Linked DNA regions of Ovis aries: region 2 is linked to region 1. The links are chromatin contacts, called in public Hi-C maps. All regions are on one chromosome and are shown on one strand. Each heading gives the region's core, a stretch centred on a gene start, on an enhancer-like site or on the middle of the called end of the contact. The rest is flanking DNA. Distances are from core to core; before and after follow the strand shown. Region 1 overlaps CLMN (calmin). Region 2 holds the start of CLMN (calmin).

What was found. A called contact is a pair of places that touch in the nucleus more often than the background predicts.
Region 2: a Hi-C map of hypothalamus shows a contact between it and region 1, with 2.0 times the contacts expected there. The contact joins the promoter of CLMN here to the enhancer-like site in region 1. A contact is called at or near these places in 2 of 16 Hi-C or Micro-C datasets (hypothalamus and liver).

The regions. Positions count from the first base shown.
Region 1 is chr18:57,809,471-57,814,036 of ARS-UI_Ramb_v3.0, forward strand. CLMN (calmin) reads right to left here. Exons shown (of 14, transcript XM_042235441.2): 3 at 3,994-4,089; 4 at 1,565-1,648. Among named protein-coding and RNA genes, the nearest start is that of DICER1, 64 kb to the left of the region's middle. Within about 2 kb of position 2,046, at least 9 of the 54 cell types and tissues checked have an H3K27ac peak or open chromatin away from gene starts, as enhancers often do. A contact at or near this core is called in hypothalamus, where this site is marked.
Region 2 is chr18:57,895,806-57,900,371 of ARS-UI_Ramb_v3.0, forward strand. CLMN (calmin) reads right to left here and starts at 2,699. Exons shown (of 14, transcript XM_042235441.2): 1 at 2,506-2,699. The coding sequence starts at 2,587.

The sequences.
Region 1 (4,566 bases), core at 796-3,295:
GTCACCTGTCTAATCTCCCAATTCCTCTCAACCGTGAGCATACACTCATCCGTCTTCTGACTCGAGCGATTTCCCTGTGCCAGACGTATCACAGGAATGTTTTAGAAGAAGTGGTCCTTGCGGTCCAGCATCTGCCATAATGTTTTCAAGTTCCATCCACACTGAGGCTTGTATCAACACTCCATTCTTTCTCATGGTGGAATAATATTCCACTGCATGGGCAGACCGTGCTTTATTCATGCCTTTGTGGGTTGCTCCCACCTTTGGGCTACTACGAATGATGGTGCTGTGAACTGGGCCATGCCCTTTGGTCACCACCATCTGAACCACCTCCTAGGTCGGGTCTTTCCCCACAGTATGGGAGGCAGAGCCCACCTCCCTCTTCAAAAGCCAAAACCACTTTTCTCCGCACTTGGCAGCCAGGACATGGGTGAGGATGCAGGCTTATCAGCCCAGGCCTTTGAACTTGAATAAGTGACGCTGAGAGTTCCTTCCAGGGGCTGTGGGAGTGGGGGCAGAGGGACAGGGTAGTGACAGCCGTGCCCACGTGGGTCCTTGCGTTCAGAGGGGGCAGGGCTCTGCAGTGGTCCTGGCGTTTAGCAGTCTTGGGCTCCATCCCTGATTCCCCGGTCTTTGAAGTCACCCTGTGACTTCTTGGCATCCTTTCAATACATTCCTTTGCTGCATAAATCAGCCCAGATTAGATCCCCTTATGACCCAGGAACGCCAAACAAACAGCACTTTGTGATGACGTTCTACTGTACATGCCGACGTGGCAGGTGAGCTGAGGGCTTTTCACCCAGAGTAACTGATGAAACTTAATGAAAGGGGAACTTTGGAAATTGTATCTCTCTGGGGCCATTCCCTCCCATTTTTGAAGGACACAAAGCAGAGTTCAAAACACACAAAAAAGGCTAATTTAAGTCTGGAAAATTCTATCAAAGAGGACAGAATTACGTGATTTTCCTCTGGCTGTTAGCCCCCTTCCCTTCCTTGCTTCTGCCATATTCTGAGTGCTAAGAACAAGTTTTACACCCTGACATGCTCACTGTACTCTTTTTAAAATTAGAGGGTAATTGCTTTACCATATCGTGATGGTTTCTGCCATACATCAACCTGAATCTGCCATAGGTATACATATGTTCCCTCGCTCTTGAACCATGCCCCACCTCCCACCACATCCCACCCCTCTAGGAGTCACAGGGCCCTGGCTCTTCACTGTACTCTTGTCCCCCAAAGTGAAAAGGAAAACGTCAACTAAATTCTGAACACCTGAGAGCCACTCAGCATTTCTTCCCTTCCCACGCCCAGGCATCCACCGGAGTTTTCATCCTGATGGAGCTGGAGGGGCTGGTGGGCAAGGAATCAGGGACTGCATCTCGCCTGATGGATTAGCTGTATCTCGACTGATGGAGCTCCGTTAACATTTCAACTTGTTCCATCTGACTGTCTTAGCAAGGACCCCTTTACCAGTGTCTCTTGTGACCAGCACTAGACTTCAAATCATGTCTTTTTTTTTGTCTCAGGGAAGGCTCTGTGAACAAGATGTGTTTCAGATACTTACATTGCTATCTTCCAAAAACTTAAGTGCTTTCGCTATGTTGTTTAACCGAAAAATACGATGGGATGAGGATTTGTACTCGTGCAGCTGTAACACAGAACAGGACAACACAAGCAGTTAAGCCCAGACAGGCACTCGGGTCCCGGCGGTAACACTGGACGCGCTTGTCTTTTTCTTTACCTTTTTCACATGAATCTCAAGAGAAGGATGGTGCTCACAGCAGAGCCTGCATGGACCACATCCAAACCCATGCACGGGGCCCTGGGACACACAACCGTAGTCTCAGGGGTCCCCAAGGTTCGCCTTATTTATGGTTTCTGGGACCAAACTCACTTGTGTTAGTGAGGGAGGGGAACTCAGGGATTAAATAGGGAGCAGATTTGTCAGATTTCCCTCTCTGACCCAGCTCCTGGCTTTTGATACACCTCCCTCCCCCAGAGACCATCGGTGACATGCTCTCCTCTCTGCGCTGATGCTGTTTGTCAAGGCAGAGAGCGCCAGCCGGGAGCGTCACCCACAGCTGCTAAATCATCCAGCAAACCCTCCCCGGCGGCCACAGATGTTTCTGATTTCTGGCCAAGGGCTTGGTGGACATGTGTCCCACATCAGAGAGACAGAGGGAGAGAAAGATAGGGACAGAGACAGAAACACAGAGAGACAGAGACACCAGGAAAGAGACAGACACAGAGAGACACAGAGAAACCCAAAGAGGAAGAGAGAAAGCGGCTTGCAGAAGCAAGAACTCTGACGATGCTCGCTGCACACGCTAGGAGCACCGGCAGAGGAAACTCATCCTGAAACAGAAGCCCGCCCCTGCCCCTTTGGGTGAGTGCTTCACACTAACAGGCAAGCCAGTGGGTATCCCTTGTACACGGTATGAACTGCCAGGTGAACTCACAGGTGAGGTCTTGGCTGTTCTCGGCTGGACTCCCGGATCAAACACTCCCAACAGAGCCTCCCTTCCCACTGAGGCTATAGCAGCTCCCAATCAGTGCGCAGGCAACAAAGTGGGAGCCTGGGCTACTGGCAACACAGAACCAGGGACTAGAATATGCTTTTTCAGGAAGCCTTTGAGGACTATGCTGCCAGCCCACAGTGAGATCTGTCAAGAAACCAAGTACTCTTTCTACCACAGTGGGTCTACCATTCATGAGAATTCATTCATGTCACTTGGTACAGCCCCCTTGGGGGTGGCTACTGGAAAAAGAAAGGCAAGAAAGAGGTGAGGGGTTGCGTAAGACTCTAGCTGCCTTAGAACTGAGAACTGAAGCTGGAGCTCTTGATTTTAAACCCAGAGTTAAGAGCAAACCCAGAGAGGTCTGCATTGGCTGAACTGTGGTTTGGTAGAGCTGGGGCCCTACAGAGACACTTTCATATCAGCCACACTGGGTCATGTAGGCCAAACACTGGACTCTAGAGCCCGTTTCTCAAAATTGACACCTCTGGTACTCTAACCAGATCCTTGGACCCCCCTCCGCCATCAAGGAATATCTGGCAGTGCCTGGGGACATTTTTGGTTGTCACACCTGTGGTGCTACTGGTATCCAGTGGATAGAAACCAAGGATGCTGTCACACATCGGCACTGACCAGGTCAGCCAATGCAGGGGACACGGGTTCATTCCCTGGTCCGGGAGGCTTCCACGTGCCTCGGAGCAAATAAGTCCATGCACCACAGCCGCTGAGCCCATGCTCTAGAACCCCTGAGCTGCAACTCCTGGAGCCGACGTGCCCTAGAGCCTGTGCCCACAGTAAAAGAAGCCACCGCGATCAGAAGCCCGAGTACCGCAACTAGAGAAAGCCTGCGTGCAGCAACGAGCACTCAGTGCAATCAACTAAATTATAAATTCAAAATGAAACAGAACGAAATGCCAACAGCGCCGAAGTTGTAAAACACTGCACGGTGAATCCGGGCAAGAGGACTGACGTGCACAAATCAGACAAGGCAACGTGGAGCACTTTGGCAAAGATCCAAGTTGGAATGAACCTCAAGACCAGCTGGTTCAATTCAGTTTCAGCCATAGTCACAAGAAGGTTCTAGAATTCTGTATATCTAGCTTTAGCCACGGGGTGAATTTATAGAATCTGGTTGATAAGATGTCTTTCTCGTCCATATTCCTGAATCTTAGCTCTCATTCTAATTAACTGAATGGCTGGCCAGCTAAACACTCCTGATCCAGTTAACATCTTCAGCTTTGGACTCACAGAAAACATGGGGTATTTGTTGACTTGCTAAGGTATATTTACTTAGTTATACATGATTATATCAGCCTTAGTCGCTGAGAAAGGAATGTCACCCTCCTAAGTGTCCCATCACAGGAACTTATGGATGGCCAGATATATGTACAGACATAGACAACTGTATGGAAAAGAACTACGGGCAGTGTTTTCGTTTAATTTTTACCTCCTCCCAACCCTTCTGGAACATACGTACCAGATTCCGCCCAGACAGGACTTCCAACAAAGCCATTAGGATTTTGCCATCTTGTATATCGACGAATAAATCTTTAACTTCTAGAGGTGGGTTGCACTGCGGAAGAGGGGGAAAGAAAGTGGCAGATCAGTGATCTGAAGAAAAAACCTGCAACATCCAGAGCTGCCTACGGGCATCTGAGGAGGTAGTAACCCTCTCTCCCTGGAGATGGCACTGCATAGGCAGGGGTTGTGCTGGGGAGCCCCCGAGGAGGCTCCGGGTGGAAAAAGCCAGAAGCCCACTGCTTTCCTCTCTGACCTGGGGAGGTCTGAGGGACACCGCGTCCTGTGCACCCAGAGCTTGTCTAGGTGTGGCCTGGAGTCCATGGGGCCAGCAGGAGCCTGTTGGCCAGCTGTCCCAGCACAGGGCTTTGCAAACCATGCTCCCCGCACCCTAGGCTCCAGCACAGCAGCTTCAGGGACCCCTATTGGGGCAGGCGGTTCCAAAAGGAGACTAACCCACTGCATTTCTCTGCCATCAGCTCTTACTGGCCTTTATTTAGAGTTCCAGGTAAGAACTCTATGCTTGCAGAAA
Region 2 (4,566 bases), core at 1,449-3,948, 87 kb after region 1:
GCAAACAACCCAAAGGTGCCTCACTGAAGAACACATCAACAAACTGTGGTACATCCATACAGTGGATGAGTCCTCGGCAAAAACAAGGAAGTACGTTCTGCCTGATCTCGGGCTAGGAGCGCGACTGACATAGCGAGATGGCTGGGCACGGGGGACCTTTAGCAGGTAATGAAAGGGTTCCCCAGCTGCGTTGTTAGGATGTTTGCAAAACCCTGCAGATTTACTAAAAATCACTGACTTATAAACTTAGTTTGAATTTTATGATATGTAAATCATACTTCAATGAAGTAGTTTTTTAAAAAACTTTAAGAAAGGAACTACTGATACAAGCAAGAAAGTGATACAAGTACCAATATAATGTGGAACAACAAAAAAGGCCATTTCAAAAGAGTACATACACTGTACTCTTCAATTTTGTAAGAAATTCTAGAGGCAAAACTATAGCAATAAAGATTAAAATAGTAGTTGCTTTATTGAGGTGGGGGTGGTGGGAAGGGAGACAAAACATCCATCTGGGTACTAGAAAATTTCTACACCATGATCTTAGTAATGGTTACACGTGTGTATCCACTCATGAAAATATGTTGGGCTTGTCCTTGAGATTAATGCATATTTCATATACACATAATAAACATAAATAACACACACAACATTAAAAGTTTGTTTTTTAAAAACAGCAAAGCCCACTGATGCTCAAACTGTAATTGGCAATTCAGTAGAAGTGAGGGCAGTTCACTGGGAACTGAGAGAGAAGAGTCCACTCAGTGAGCTCCTACTCAACCCTCAAGATCCATTTCAAATTGCCCCCATTCAGCAAAGCCCTCTCTCACCGTTCCCAGTGTAACTAGCTGCTCATATTGTTGAACATCCCTTCACAAGTTGATATCCTTCACATTGACAGTTGAGGAGTGCAGGGAACTGTTGCACCAAGATTTGGTTGGTATGTGCTTATTAAACATCCACTGATTGCCTCACACACACATACACCCCCGACAGCCCAAACTAGATGCCATCTCAGCAAAAGATACTAACGCCCATTCCCAAAACAGGATGTCTGTTCTCAGGCAACAGGACCCAGATGTGAGACTTATCGAAAAAGATGATTTTCAGTATCTCCAGCTCAATCCTCCTTGTTTTACACCAATCACAGCAGAAAAGGTTCAGGGGAGCCCAGAACAAACTCGATTTCCAGTGTCCAGTGCACAGGGCTCCCTTCCTCCCCACTTCAAGTCACCTCTGCCTACACTGTCCCTGCCCAGCCTAGGGGTGGAGCAGACCATGTGGGCTCCCAGGAAATATTCTACCAGGTGTAATGTTTAATTAAACTTGACTGCCTGGTCACCCCTTTCAAGACTGCACCCTGCCCACTTGGAATGAGAGGGGGGACCCACCACCCCACCCCATTACCTCTCTGTCCAGGCCTCCCAGCTCTCTCTGAGTCACCCCCTAACCACAGAATCTCTAGAAATCCAAGCCTGAAGAGGAAGCTGCTAAACTTCCCTGCCAGGGTCTATATGAGTGAAGAGAGCCCAGAGGTGAAACTCGGTCCAGTTCGGCAGAGTTCATATGTGAAAAGAGATAGGCTGGAAGTACACCTCCACAAAAAGCAGCTTTCTTTGGATGTGTGGTGCATGAATGGGTTACCAGGAGGAGACTGTGGGTGAAGTTTTTCCTTTAAATATGTTTGTGCTTTCTAAGTTTCCACAATGGACAGACTCCTCGGGAAGATAAAGACTCTTCATCTGTGGCGGGAGACGCCCCACCGCCCCCCGCCCCCCGCCCCCCTCCCAGCCCAGGTCAGACTTGCTGGCTCCCAAGCTTCTCTTTCACCTTGTCCCAAGATACACACAGGTCCCAGCGTCCCGCGCCGCGGGCGGGCCTCTCGCCCTTATCCCACCCCCCGCCGCAGCTCCCGGAACAAAGCGGTATCTTGACCCCACGGATCCGCGCCTCTGACCTCCTTCTCCTCGGCCACAGCGAGGCGCCGCCCCCCATTCAATTCCCCTAGCCCTGGAGGTACTTAGGAACTATGTTCGAACACACACACACACACACACACACGCAAACGCACTTTCTCCTCCCCTCCCTGACCTGGGCCACCACCCCCAAGAGCCCAAGTACAAACTTCTCCAAACTCGCAGCTGTGGCTGGAGGGGGAGTCGTGACGTCCCTTCCACAAAGCAAATGGGATGCCCCCCACCACACACACACACACACACACACACACACACACACACACACACACACACACACACACGTGTGCCACCCCACTCCCGGGTCCCTGTTCATCTGGCCCGGGGGCGGCAATGCCCGGGTTTGAGGGCCGGTGTCTCTCCGCCATACCCCCGCCCCCCGCCAGGGCCCCCAGTAAGTGACAGGACGGAGACAGGAGCGGGCTGGGGGCGGCGCGGGTCGGAGCTCGGTCGGTGGGGGCGGGGAGCGGCCCCTGGGGCGCCGGGCTCCCCCCGATCGGCGCCCCTCTCCGGGGAGTCGGGGGCGCGCTACCTTGCAGGTTCTGGACTCGGATGTCGCTGATCTGTCCGATGAGCTCCTCGCGCTGGAACCAGTCCCATTCCTGCGCAGCCATGAAGCGCGGGCGGGAGGGCCGGGGCGCCGCGGCCGGGCGCGGGCGGCGGGCGCGGAGAGCCGGGCGGGCGGGCGTGCGAGCGGCACGCACCCGGCGAGGGCGCCGCGGAGCCGGAGGAGCGCGGGCGCGGGCGGGGCGCGGGCGGGGCGGGCGAGCGCGCGGCGGGCCGCCCCCGCCGCGGGCGGGCAGCGGGCGGGCGCGGGGCGGCGGGTGCGGGGCGCCGGGCGAGCGCTCACTCCCCCATCCGGGGGCGGGGGCCCGGGGGGCCGAGGGGAGGGGCGGGGCGGGGCGGGGAGGGAGGCTGGACTCCGGCCGGTTTCTTTCCTTTTTTTTTTTTTTTTTCCGGGGTGTTTGTGGCTGGGATTGTGTGGTTGCAAAAGGGTTGGTGATGAGGCGCGGGGTCCCTGCCCCCAGATTGTGATGTTTCAGCGGGCGGCGAGTCGCGTGACGCCACCCCGCGGGTCCCTGATACGCCCTCCACCCTGACTCCCAGCGCCTCCCCCCACCCCGCTCCCGTCCCACCTAGGACCCTGACAGGCACACCCTTGTATCCCAGGCCCCTTGCCCCCGCTCAGTTCGGGGAGGCAGCCCCCGACGGAGTGGGGGCGCCCCAAGCCGTGCCCATCCGCCCCTGGGACGCTCGGGCACCGGCCAGGGCCTGGGAAAGGGGCCAGCGAGTGTGCAGATGGAGTCTGGGGGTTCTCTCTCCAGATTTCTTTTCAGGGTTTGGATATTGGGAACCTGTTCCGCGGGGATCCAGTACAGAAGTAACCCCAGATTCTAGGAAGGAGGGGAAAGCGGCCAACACTAGGGCACCTCAGTCTCCAAGCGACCCTCTCTGGGGCTTTACTGAAAACGAAAGAGTATGGACTTTTCCGTGGGGTGTGTGTGTGTTTCTTCCCTGTTTCTTTTGAGTCTTGAGAGTTCCAGGATCTTATTTGGGGCGCACAACTCATACCTTAGGCAGAATACTTTATTGGCTTTTCAAACACAGAAAAGAAAAAAGAGGCACTGGAGTCCTGGAATTTGCCAAAGACTGGAGAGGGAGTTAGGGACGTGAGGTCCCTGCCCCCAGCTCAGTACTCTGACCCTTTCCAGAAAACAAACAGACACACAGAGAAAGAGAGGGGAGGAGAATGGCGTATATATGAGATATTCCAAGAGAGGAAAAAAAACAGGCCGGGCTCAGTGAATATTTATACATATGGGCCACGTTCATCATTGCCACATTCATGTGGTTGAAATACTAGAAACCTCGGTGGGCTACTCCCTAATTAAGAAATAACAATGAAGCCCTACCCATGCACAGACCCTGTGCCCTTGAGGCAGGGCCCTCAGGTAGATTCCTGGGAATGGTGGCCAGCCAACAAACAAGGAAATGAGACAATTACAAACAGAAGTGAGTTCCAGGAAAAAAAAAAAAAAATCCACCCAGGCTAAGTAACTGGGGTGCAGACAGGGGTCAGGGAGGTCTCCGAGGACTGAACTGGAGCTGAGTCTAAAACATGAAAGGAGCCAGCTTCAGGGGCAGGAGGTCAGTGGAGGCAGCCCCGGGGCACAGCCAGGGGCAGAGGTGACTGCCTGAATGCACTACCACTCCCATGGGGGGACTTCATCTGGAGATGAATGAGAAGCCAACTGTCCCGGTCCATCGCTCTAGCTTGCTTTCTCTTTCTCCTTGTTCTCCATTTGCCAAGTTCCCCACCACGAGCATATATTTTTACAATCAGACAGAAAACCAATAAGTTCTTTTCTGACCTCTCGAGGCCCTTCCCAGGAGTTCCCAGCCTGCCCTGGCTCTCCTCCTCTGAGGGTCTAGAAGCCCAATGGAGGCCCTATGTTGCCAACGGGAGCCCATTGGTGTCCGGGCACATGCCCCCAGGCTGAGGTTGGTGCTGCCTTCTTCCTGATTTGATTAGAAAATGCATGGTCATTTCACACTCCAGGGAGCAGGGTCTGTGTCTGTGTCCTGCAGAGCA